Linked DNA regions of Canis lupus: region 1 is linked to region 2. The links are chromatin contacts, called in public Hi-C maps. All regions are on one chromosome and are shown on one strand. The core of a region is the stretch at or near the end of the contact, and the rest is flanking DNA. Distances in the headings are between cores, read along the strand shown. Region 1 holds the start of C9H9orf50. Region 2 holds the start of TOR1B (torsin-1B).

What was found. Hi-C and Micro-C count contacts between places; a contact is called where the count stands out from the background.
Region 1: a contact with region 2 is called in a Hi-C map of blood, with 5 times the contacts expected there. The contact joins the promoter of C9H9orf50 here to the promoter of TOR1B in region 2. A contact is called at or near these places in 4 of 9 Hi-C or Micro-C datasets (amygdala, blood and skin fibroblasts).

The regions. Positions count from the first base shown.
Region 1 is chr9:54,259,470-54,265,133 of UU_Cfam_GSD_1.0, forward strand. It overlaps C9H9orf50, which reads left to right and starts at 3,915. Exons shown (of 7, transcript XM_038549078.1): 1 at 3,915-4,606; 2 at 4,985-5,174; 3 at 5,279-5,392. The coding sequence starts at 4,099. It overlaps NTMT1 (N-terminal Xaa-Pro-Lys N-methyltransferase 1), which reads right to left and starts at 898. Exons shown (of 4, transcript XM_038549093.1): 1 at 759-898.
Region 2 is chr9:54,121,802-54,127,689 of UU_Cfam_GSD_1.0, forward strand. It overlaps TOR1B (torsin-1B), which reads right to left and starts at 2,489. Exons shown (of 5, transcript XM_038546059.1): 1 at 2,291-2,489; 2 at 1,445-1,710. The coding sequence starts at 2,489.

The DNA of each region.
Region 1 (5,664 bases), core at 2,665-5,164, 140 kb after region 2:
TCTGGTTCCATCTGGCAGCCCCTGGGCAAACAGGCTGACCTTGGCTCCAAGGGCTCTCGCGGGGAGCTGCCTTCTGAGTGGCACCAGTGGGGAACTGGAACGGGAGCTGGGTCCAAGGTGAAATACGATAGCGACTCCCATGCAACGGGCACTACTGTGCCCGGCTCTGACCTGAGCATTTTACTGAATCCTGACACCTCCCCTCCGAGTGCGTGCTCTCCTTAATCCCCGTTTCTCACAGGGGAAACTGAGGCTCAGATGGGAAAGGGCCTAGCTACGGTCCCCGGACGCACCCCCGGGGGAGTGCCCCGTCCAGGGTCCGGCCGCCTCGACCTTCCTCCCCCACCCGCCGCCACCGGTGGCCCAGGTCCGACCACCCCGGGGCCCGCACGTGGGGCTCGGGCAGCTCGCGCCGGGTCACGTGACGAGCCGGGGCCTCAGGGCGCCGAGGCAGTTGGGGACCGGGGCCTCCCCTCCCCCGGCGGCCACGGCTCCCCGCTCCGCCGCGCGCTACTCACCCCGGGCGGGGGCTCCCGGGACCCGGGAGAAGAGGACGGGAAAGAGGATGCGGAAGACGGCGGCGGCGGCGGCGGCGAAGACCCCACAAGCCCACCACCAGCTCCGACAGACCGCGGACAAACGCGACACCTCGCGGCGCGCGCTGCCTTTGTCCCCACACGTCACTTCCGGGAGCCCGGGGCGGGGCCGCCGCTAGCCCCGCCCCGCGGCCGGTTCGCCCCGCCCCGCGGGCTGCTGACCTCAGTTGACTTCTGGGTCCGTGCAGGACCTCTCGGGCCTGGAGCCTCCGCGCCGCGCCTCTCCTGCCTCCAGCACGCGCACCAGTGCGGTTAGAGGCTGAAGGCTGGACTTTTGAAAGCGAACGTTCTGTAGGTTTCCACTGGGTAAAAAGAGGCGGGGCGAGGGGGAGGAGGTGCCTTATTACCCAAATTGCACCCGTAATAATTTGCATTAAAAAAAATATGCATGGGGATCCCTGGGTGGCTCCGCTGTTTAGCGCTTGCCTTTGGCCCAGGGCGTGATCCTGGAGTCCCAGGACTGAGTCCCCCATCGGGCTCCCGGCATGGAGCCTGCTTCTCCCTCTGCCCATGTCTCTGCCTCTCTCTCTCTGTGTCTCTCATGAATAAATAAATAAAATCTTTTTTAAAAATAAAAAATAAAAACATACAGATCAAAGGAAGGAAGGAAAGAAGGAAAGAACAGAGAAAGAAAGGAAGATATCCCTGACAGTGCCAAGGGGCTGTTAGCCCAAATACACAGAACTAGTTCTTGAAGTTTCCATTCCAAAAAACCTGCCCTCCCATAGGCTCCTCCCATATATAGAAATTTTGGAGGAGTCCCTGAAACAACCTTGATGGAATGTGAGTTTGCAGGTGGGTAGGCCTTGTGAACCTCTCCAAGCCTCAGTCTCCTCTTCTGCCAGTGTTCAATGTGTAGGATAGCCCAGGTCCAACCTTCAGCCCTGTGCCTGCAGGGGGCTCTCAGTAAATAGTATTTATCATTAGTTCATTTTTCCCAAACTGATGCTCTGGTCTTAGATTTACAGTGCCTTCCTCTGGGCTTTGCACACAGGAGGTTCTTTAAAAGTGTGTTTGCTCGCACACCTGGGTGGTTTAGTTGGTTAACCGTCTGCCTTTGCTCAGGTCATAACAGGGTCCTAGGATTGAGTCCCACATCCGGCTTCCTGCTTCCTGCTTAGTAGGGAGTCTGCTTCTCCCTCTTCCCCTTCCCCCTGTTCATGCTTTTTCTCACACACATTCACTCTCTCACAAATAAATGAATAAAATCTTTTTTAAAAAAGTGTTTAACGAAGTGAAAGCTATGGGAGGGGGAGCTGCTGACTGCTGTGGAGTCCTCCAAATCCGTTTATGTATATATTATATGGCATCCTCTCCAGAGTACTCCAGGTCAGACTTGGTTTCCCTGACCTGGGCCCCTGTCCTAAGCTTCATTTTCCATACGTTAAAGAGAAGGGGATAAATCCTAAGCAATCTCAAATGCTAGGTGCATCTATAATTTTCCTTTGGGGGCAGCTCTGAGCCCGGCTCTTTTAGGGGTGCCTAAAAATCCACCCCCACCTTTTTTTTTTTTTTTTTTTTCCTGTCAATGGATGAGAAAGTCCCTTCCCTACACCTGGTCTCTGAGGCCTTTCCAGATCTGGACAGCTCCAACCTCAAAGCCTCTTGCATCACTGAATTCCCAAGCCTTGCACACAGTAGTTGGTCAAGAAATGTTTGCAGCATGCCAAGGGCTGGAGGGCTCTTTAGAAATCATCTAGTTAGTGAGGTGCTCCTCATCCATTTTCTAAAAACTCATGTGCTCTTAGAATAAATATAAAAAAGGTTCACCTTCCCCACTCAATATTCCAATTTCCTGAGGAGGTATGCCCTTCCATCCCATTGAGTATTTGCAGAAAATGGGAATACATCAGCTATGATGCCTCCTCCAGGCTGACTTACAAAATTGTAAAATGATATCATTCCAGTGAAATTGCTGGTCCAAACAATCCTCCCCCACTCATGTTTCACAGAATAAGCTTTTCCCCTGCCCTTCCTAGTCAAGAGTCACAGATGGGGCCCAACAGTCTGTTTTACTATGGAGCCCTGAGAACAGACAGACTTTCCAGCATTACACAGCAAACAGAAGCAGAGCCTGGATCTGAAATTGGTTCTCTTCATTTCCAGGCCTACTATATTCTTACTGCCCAGGATTCTGGTTGAAATTGTACTTCCAGAGCTGCCCAGCTCAAACTTGACCCACCTGGGCCTCCCAGATCCAGAGAGGGAAGTGGAACCCTGAGCCCTCTGCCCCTGGCTTGGGCCTGGCTGCCCTGGTCAGGAGTTCCACCAACTCCCTTGTGAATATAGCCTTGGCTTCCTGAGCACAAAGCCCCACCTTCTGTCTTCAGGCCCAAAAGCCCACTGTTCCTCACATGGCCTTGGGTGAGGGGCAGATCACAATGACCCTGAACAGGCCCTTGAGGCAGCAGGGAGGGTGCAGCAGAGAGACCAGGCTGGGAAGATGGGATCTCCCAAGGACCAGCCCACCGATTAGGGGGCTCTAAACTCAAGGGACCTTCTCTGGACCCACTAGAAGCCCCACTAAGGTAAGTGTAACACCAGGAGCCAGCTCAGAGATAACAATCTGGGAGGAGAGTGTGGTAGGGAGGCAGCAGGCTCTAAGACACCCCCCCCCCCCCCGTGTCAAAAGCTGGGAGCAAGTGTAGGACTCTGTCTCCCAAAGGGCAAGTTTGTTAAAAATATGTGTCTTGGAGCGCCTGGCTGGCTCAGCCAGTAGAGCTTGTGACTCTTGATCTCTGGGTTGTGAGTTCGAGCCCCACATTGGAGGTAGAGATTACTTAAAAATAAAATCTTAAAGAAAAAATATGTATCTTGGCTCCAAACCTATTGAATCAGAATCTGAGGCATCTGTACTCTCAACAAGCTCTCCGCCCAAGGGGCCCTAACGGCCCAGCAGGACTGGGCAACTGCTAGGCAGGTGTCTCCTTTCAAACCTGGTTCCAGGTTTCCTAATTCCCGGTGGAGTGCTAATAGATAGCATAATAGACCTTGAACACTCCAGTGTGCTTAGTCACAGAGGAGCAGGTGCTCTGTTATCCCCATTCTACAGATAAAGGCATGAGAGAAGTGAATCAATTGGCTTGTCCAAGGTTGCAAAGCTAATAAGTAGTGGAACTGAGACGAAATCCTAAATAACAATTTTAAAGTAATTATAACAACAATAGTAGCAGCTAGCTTTAATTGAGCATGCACAAAGTGCCTGGCACTATTCTATGCCATTTACACGTGCTCACTCACCTAAACGTCACAGCAACTCAGAAAGGCATGTACTCTGACGTGACCATTTTGCAGGTGAGGAAACAGAGGCTGGGCAAGCTCTGGCCTGAAGCCACTGGCGGCCAGAAGAGAGACAGTGGCGTTACCCCCTAACCACAAGTCCCTCCCCACCCCGGGCACTATGGCTTGGGGGCTGGCCTATGCCCTCCTCTCCACTTCACACGGCACCCCCCGCCCCCCCCTCTGGCGTGAGAATGCCCTGAGCTGAGCGCAGGGCCAGACAATGCCCAGGCGTCTCCCCAACCCCGGGGCCCAGCAGATGGCGTTCAAGGGGCTCCCCGGCGACGGCGCTCGCGGAAGGGGAGGCCCGCTGCTGCCCAGCCTGCCCCTGCCGCAGCTCCGCAAGGTCTCGGGCGCGGGGGTCCCCGACAGCTGGAGGGCCTCGGGGGTAGGCGGCGGCGGGTGGTGGCCGAGCGGGTCCTCGTACCCGGAGATGGGCGTGGGCGTCAGGAGCCCCTCGCTGCGCCTGCCAGCCCTGCCCACCGCGGCCCAGCGGGCGGCGCAGAACCGGACAAAGCTGAGGTCACTCCTGCTGCCGCCCCCGCTCCTGGCCAGGGCGCCCCGGGAACCCGCGCCCCCGCGCGCCAGGCCGGGGGAGAGCGAGGATCCCTGGCGGGGCGCGGCCTGGGAGGCCCCGGATTCGCTGCGCGGTCTCCTAGGAGAGCTCCTCCCCAGCAGGGTCCGCGAGTTCCTGCACCAGCGGCGGGCAGAGCGCGCAGGGCCGCCGCCGGGTGAGGCCCCGCCCGGGTCGGCCCCGGGGGGGCGGGGCGGGGGCGGGGGCGGGGCGGGGCGGGGGGCGGGGGCGGGGCGGAGTCATTTCCGGAGCGAATGGAGCTACTACTGCTAGCGGAGTCCGCCCGCCGAAGTCCTGCCGACCACCCCTGGAGGGCGGGTCTCCCATTGCCCCCCCCTTTTTTTTTAAGATTTTATTTATTTATTCATGAGAGACAATGAGAGAGAGACAGAGACACAGGCAGAGGGAGAAGCAGGCTCCATGCAGGGAGCCCGATGTGGGACTCCATCCCGGATCCCGGGATCACGCCCTGAGCCAAAGGCAGACACTCAACCGCTGAGCTACCCAGGTGTCCCCCATTGCCCCTTTTGTACAGTTGAGGAAACCGAGGCCCAAGGCCATATAACTAGGGAGAGCCTCGTAAGGACCGTCCCCAAGCAAAGGCTCATGGCTATCTCCACCTCCTCCTGGCTAGCATCCTCAGCATCACGACCCAAAAGGAGTGTGTCAGAGCAATGCCACAATTCTCCCCAGTGTCCCCACTGTTCTTTCCTTCCAGACCTGAGGTAAGTATCCATTACCTGCTGATGGGGACAGGGTTGCTGACAATGATCCGAAGGTGGGGAGGACCCTGACCACTCATGCCAGGTGTGGCTTGTTTATCTTCAAGGGGCCAGTCATCATACTTCCAGGATAGTCTTAAGAAGATTTTGCTCCATCAGATACCTGCCGCGGGGACCCTGAGGAAAGATCGTTCACAATTCACCCTCAAGAAAGGCAACCAGTGAGTTACAGGAGCCTGGCGGTAGGGGGTGGGGAAAAGGAGCATTCCTTCTTTTCTTTCCTATTGTCTTTTGCCCATGAATTTACCTATCTGTCCACCTATACATCCATCTATGTGTCCATCCACGAATCAGGTCTTCTGCCAAATCCATAATCCGTCCATGCATCCACCCAGAGATCTATCCCAGAGCAGGTCTCCTCCCAACCTATCCAAGGATTATCCATCAACATCTATGAATCCATCCACCCATTTATTCATCAGGCCTCTACCAA
Region 2 (5,888 bases), core at 1,239-3,738:
GCAACAAGCCCTACACCCCAACACATGAAAGGCTCCAGAGGCACCCTCATCTATTTACTGTTTTCCTAGAGATTCATGAAAGAATTCAGGAAACCAAAATTATTTCTTTTCAGCAATTTCCCAGCTCAGTTTGTGTGGCAAATAGCCACTGTCATTTCCTTGTTCAGTTCAGTTTGTTTCTTATCTAGGTCCCCACCTAACACTGGGGCTATTAACCTTTATAAGAACGAAGGCCACTGAAACAAGAACCCTACTAGACAACTTAATAGAAATTAAATGTAGAAATAATATCTCAAAAGGAAGAATGATCATAAAGGGTCAATTCTGCGAGGCTTTCATTTGACAAAAGAAAGCAAAAAAAAAAAAAAAGAAAAAAGAAAGAAAGCAACACCAAGGATTTGGATGGGAAGAACAAAGGAAATAACAGCTACTGAGGGAAAAAAAAATCCTCTAGTCTACAGTGCTAAATGCAGAGTGTTAACTACAGACACTGCATCATAGGTGGGAGGCTTTCATGAAGCCATGTCAGAACAAATCATTTAAGACTGCTCCATGTCAGGGGCACCTGGGTGGCTCAGTGGTTGAGCGTCTCCCGTTGGCTCAGGTTGTGATCCCGGAGTCCTGGGATTGAGTCTCACATCAGGTTCCCCACAGGGAGCCTGCTTCTCCCTCTGCCTATGTCTCTGCCTCAATCTATGTCTCTCATGAATAAATAAAATCTTTAAAAAAAAAAAAAAAAAGGGATCCCTGGGTGGCGCAGCGGTTTGGCGCCTGCCTTTGGCCCAGGGCGCGATCCTGGAGACCCGGGATCGAATCCCACGTCAGGCTCCCGGTGCATGGAGCCTGCTTCTCCCTCTGCCTGTGTCTCTGCCTCTCTCTCTCTCTCTCTGTGACTATCATAAATAAAAATAAAATAAAATAAAATAAAACCTTTAAAAAAATAAAATAAAAAAAAAAGACTGCTCCCCTTCCTTCATCAAGGGCTGGGACAAGAAATCTGAACACGTTCATTCATTGTAGAACGTGGTTACTCTGCAAACCCAGAGTTGGTGAGCTGGGCCCAAGTTTCTGATTTCCCACAAGGCCAGAGGGATAAGGAGCAAGTGCCCTCGCCTCTCTTGGCTCAATCTTTTAATGGAAATAAATTCACCTGTCCCACTGTATTATTTTGTAATCAAATGGAAAAAAAAAAAAAAGTCGTGGGAGAGCTCTGCAAATAGCAATACCTGTCCCACTGTATTATTTTGTAATCAAATGGAAAAAAAAAAAAAAGTCGTGGGAGAGCTCTGCAAATAGCAAAAGGTTACTGGGGGCAAGTGTGCCTTAACTCAATGGGGCCTGGGACTACTGCAGTGCAAAAAGAAGCAGCAGAGGCCGGAGTTAGTGAGCAGGTGGCCCAGACCAGTCCAAGCGGCCTGTGGATAGGATAACACGATTCTCTTGCCTGGTACAGTTTTATCTGTTGCTCGTGAGGGAAGTGCAGAGTCGAGACAAACAAGTGGACAAAGTTACTCTTCAGGCCTTTTGAGTGAAGATTTTCAGCCACAATTTGGCTGACAAAATTCTTGCCCGTGCCAGCCCAGCCATGTAAGGAAAGAGTCAGCGGTTTCTTGGGATTTTTGTTGTTCTTGAAGCCAGTCAGCGCCTTGAGAATCACCTCTGTGGCCAGATGCTGCCCAAAGAGCTTCTCCTCTAATTCCAGCTTGAGGGCTGCAGGAGCCAGCCGGAGAACAGAGAGAAAAACACACATTAAACAGGCACCAGAAAAGCAGCACTTTCCCCAGCTGGCCAAAGCGAAAGGCACATATTAGTAAGCAGTTCAGCAGGGTGCCTGCCAAACCCCAGGGCTGGCCCGGAGGCAGATGCCACTTCCACGGATGTCCTCCTTAATACTCCAGTGTCTGATAAGGAAGCTAAACGTGTTCATTCATCCAGGGATGAGCCCTCTCTTGAGTGACCTGCATGCTATTCCCCAGACACCCCTGCTGGCTTGTAAGAAAACCAAGGGCCACGTGTGGGCTTTCTGGGCAGCCGCTGCACGTCTGAAAACTACTTAATAGGACTGCCACGGTGCAGAGAGCTGGGCACGCTGCTCTCAGCTTCTTCTTACTGTACTCGCAGGGAATCCGAGGCCTGCAGGAAGGAGGCTGGGCGGAGCCCCACGACCGGGAGCATGGATCTCAGAGGGCACGGCTTCCAGGGCTGCAGTCCGGACCGAGGCCCCGTCCGTCCTCCCGCCCGCCCGAGCTCCGGGGGAGCGCCGCGCCCCTCGCGGGCCGACCCGCCCTACCCGACGCGTTGAGCCGCTGCTCCTCGAGGCAGCACTCGGCGAAGCGGCAGAACAGGTCCGTGTAGGACAGGTAGCCGGTGAGCGCCGACGCGGCCGCGATGGCGATGCCCACGCTGATGGGCTCCAGCCCCGCCACCGCGCGGGCCGCCAGCAGCAGCCCCACCGCCGCCGCACGTCCGGGCCGCGCCGCCCGCCGCATCGCCCCGCTCGCAGCCCGCCAGCCTCAGCGCCGCGCCGCCCGCTCACCGAGGCGCCGGCCGGACTTCCGGCCCCGGCACTTCCGCCCCGCAGGCCCACCCACCCCTCGGCGCGGCCGCGGCCTGGGGGCGGAGCGGGGGCGGGGCTGTGCGCCGCCATCTTTGTGCGTGGCGCGAGCGCGGTCCAGGGCCTCGGCTGTCGTGAGCCCGGCCCCGCCCCCTGGCCCCGGCCCCGCCCCTGGCCCCGGCCCCGCCCCCCGGCCCCGGCCCCGCCCTGTTCTCACCGCTCTGCGCCCTGCCTTCTCCGCGCCCCACGCCCGCCTTTGCCAGCCCTTCCCCTGGACCGTAGTGACCCTCTCCACGAATGCCCACCTGCCTGCCTCCTTGAGACAGCTGCCCTGCGCCCTGGGCACCTGGGCCCACCCCACCCCGGGAGGCACCACGACTGCGGTCCCCGGCGCACAGTCCGGCCCAAGCCCGCTGTGCCATTGCTCCTGCTGCGAGGCCCGCCCCAGCCGGTGCCCGGGGGACAGGGGGACGCGGCGGTGAAGGAGGGGGGTGGGCCCTGGCCGGCTGGAGCCCCGGGGCCGTGGAGCAGCGAAGGAAGGCTTCCGTCTACACTGGGGATCCAAGGAGTCGGTCAAGAAGTGAGGAGTGGGCCGTCTACACAGAACAGAAAGTGCAAGGGGCGCCTGGGCGGCTCAGTGGGTGAAGTCTGCCTTCCACTCAGGTCTTGATCCCGGGGAGGCCCTGCTCAGCGGGGAGCCCGCTTCTCCCTCTCCCTCTGCCTGCTGCTCCCCCTGCTTGTGTTCTCTCTGTCTGTCAAATAAACAAAAATCTTACAGAAGAAGAAGAAAGAAGGAAAAGTGCAATTGGGGGAAGTATTTCACGTGCATGAGGCTGATGAGAATGAGGATGCGGAGCCAGCAGATACTGGAATGGGAAGGCTGCAAGTGCTGTAAGGAGTCCGCCCCCTGTTCTGGGGACCATAGGGAGCCACAGAAGGTTTCGCACAGGGAGCGGCGTCTCACACAGAGATCCCTCTGGCTGTTTTGTTCAGTAAGGAAGCTGGCCCAGGCTTTGCTGAAATTAGCTGAGTTTACCCATCAGCTAACCTTTCAACAGACGTTTAATGAACACCAGCTCTGTGTCAGAATGCCATATGCTGGGGATACAGCAGGAGCAGGGCAGACAGAGACCTGTCTCCACAGAGCTCTCGGTCTGCAGTGAGGAAGCCAGACGAGCAGCAGATGGGTTACATCCAGTGTGGTCTGTGCTGTGATGTAGGATGCACAGAGGAGGCACCTCACCCGGTCTGCAGCCTGGGGAAGGCTCCCCTCCATGTCTCAGTGTAGACCTGAACAATGGAGTAACATTGCTGTGGGGTTAGATTCCATTGAATTACACTAGAAGAGCAAAGTAACAGTATCATCTTAAGATGTTGATACAATAGACAGGAAATCGGGTCTTCTGTAACCATTTAAAGTTATGATGAAAATTTTCAATGTCAGTCTAAAAATGCACAGGAGTATGTGTGAGCAAAAAACATGTGACAACCCCTTCTGGAAAGCATACCCTGCTTGGTAGTCATTGGCTCTTCATCCTTCATGTTAGCTCTGCATTGAATTTATGTAGTTGGTGCCTCCCTTCTGGATTAGCAGTGGCTAAGAAAGGACTTATGTATGGATCCAGAGCTTGGTTCTCTGGCCAGATGGCCTCCTTCCTTTCCACCATCAGCCTCTTTGTTGCCACATCTTCCCTGTCTCCCCACTCTACAATCCTAGCCTGCCCTGAGGCTCTCTGCTAGACCCCTTCTTTCTCCCTCCTCTCTCCCTGGGTGAAAGGCCCCAACTTTCTCCCTCAAGACCCTGCATCTGGCTGCACACTGGATATCTCCATTTGGCTATTCCCCAGACATGTCAGCACCCATAGAGTCAAACAGAAGCCTTAATTGTTTTCTGCAAACATGTCCCTCCCCCCATGGTCCTTATCTCAGGAAGTGGACTCATTTCCAGCAGTTGCTTAGACCCAAAGCTAGCACTTGTCCTGGATTCTTTTCTCCCCCAGCCCCCACTTCTAATCCATCAGCAGGTTGCTGACCTCACGTCCAAAACCTATCCAGAGCTCCTCAGTCACCATCTCCATCTTCTTGGCCACTCCTAGTCCAAGCCTCCATCATGGATGGCCACAGTAGCCCCCAGGGAGTCCCCTGCCTCTGCACTTGTCCTCTCTGATCCATACTCCCCATGATAAAAGGGACCGGTGGCGTTTTCACAACAAATTGGATCTTGTCACTCCTTTGCTCAACCTGTCAATGGCTTCCAAAAGCCCTTAGGAAAAAAAACACCCTTTGTATTCCGATCTCACAACCCCTTCCCTCTCCTGAGCAAGGAGACCCCTGTCCTCTCTGCCTGGACTCTTGCTTCAGAGTCTCACTTGGTAAAGAACTTTCAGGCCTCAGCTTGAAGCCCACCTGCCTCATCTAAAGGAACCCCCACTTCCACCACCAGTGGCCTACTGCCCCTATCACCCCAGTTGTGTCCTTTTCTATTGTCTATCTCTCACTCTGGACTAGAACTTCAGGAGGACAGTATCCGTGTGTTCTGTTTCTCTAATTCTCAACTGTGCCACATACACAGTAGGTGTTCAATAAATATGTTTAACATTCAAGTATCGCATACTCTCTAATAGGGCAGACTCTGATCTGAGGGCTTGGGATGCCACTATGGACTAAATGTTCTCATCCCCCAAAATTCATATTCTGAATGTGATGGTATTAGGAGGAAGGGTCTTTGGGAAGTGGCTGGGTCATGAGGATGGAGCCCTTAACAGGAAGATGTTAATAATACAGGAAATTGGGTGGGAGCTGTATAGAAATTGTCTGTACTATCTGCAGATTTTCTGTAAATCCAAAATAAAAGGTTTCCTTTCTTAAAAAAAAAAAAAAAGCAGTTTTGTGTGTGCTCCTATCTGACCATCAGTGATATTGTAAAAAATCATCATCACAGAAGCTTTAATTCTTCTTAAACTGAAGTTGGTCTGTGAAAGTGAGTAAATTGCACTTCATGGGCAGAAATGCTCAAAAGACCAAATGCAGCATATGTGAAATGGATAAACTATTTTATATCCATGAAAAGAAGGGAGGATCCCAGGTGTGGGTTGTGCAGGACACAGTGGCGGGAGCTCTGGGTCCTTGATGCTCTGGCACTGTCCTCATGAAAAGAGAATCTGATTGGCCCAACCTGGGTCAGGTATCTCGATCTTGTGTCTACTAACCATGGGCAAGGGTGTTGTTGTGCCAGAGCAGCCCCCACTTTGTACTATTTTACATATTTCTATGACATTATGTTTCCCTAAAAATGTGAATATTTCCTGACTTGTCCTTTGGTCATTTATCATGA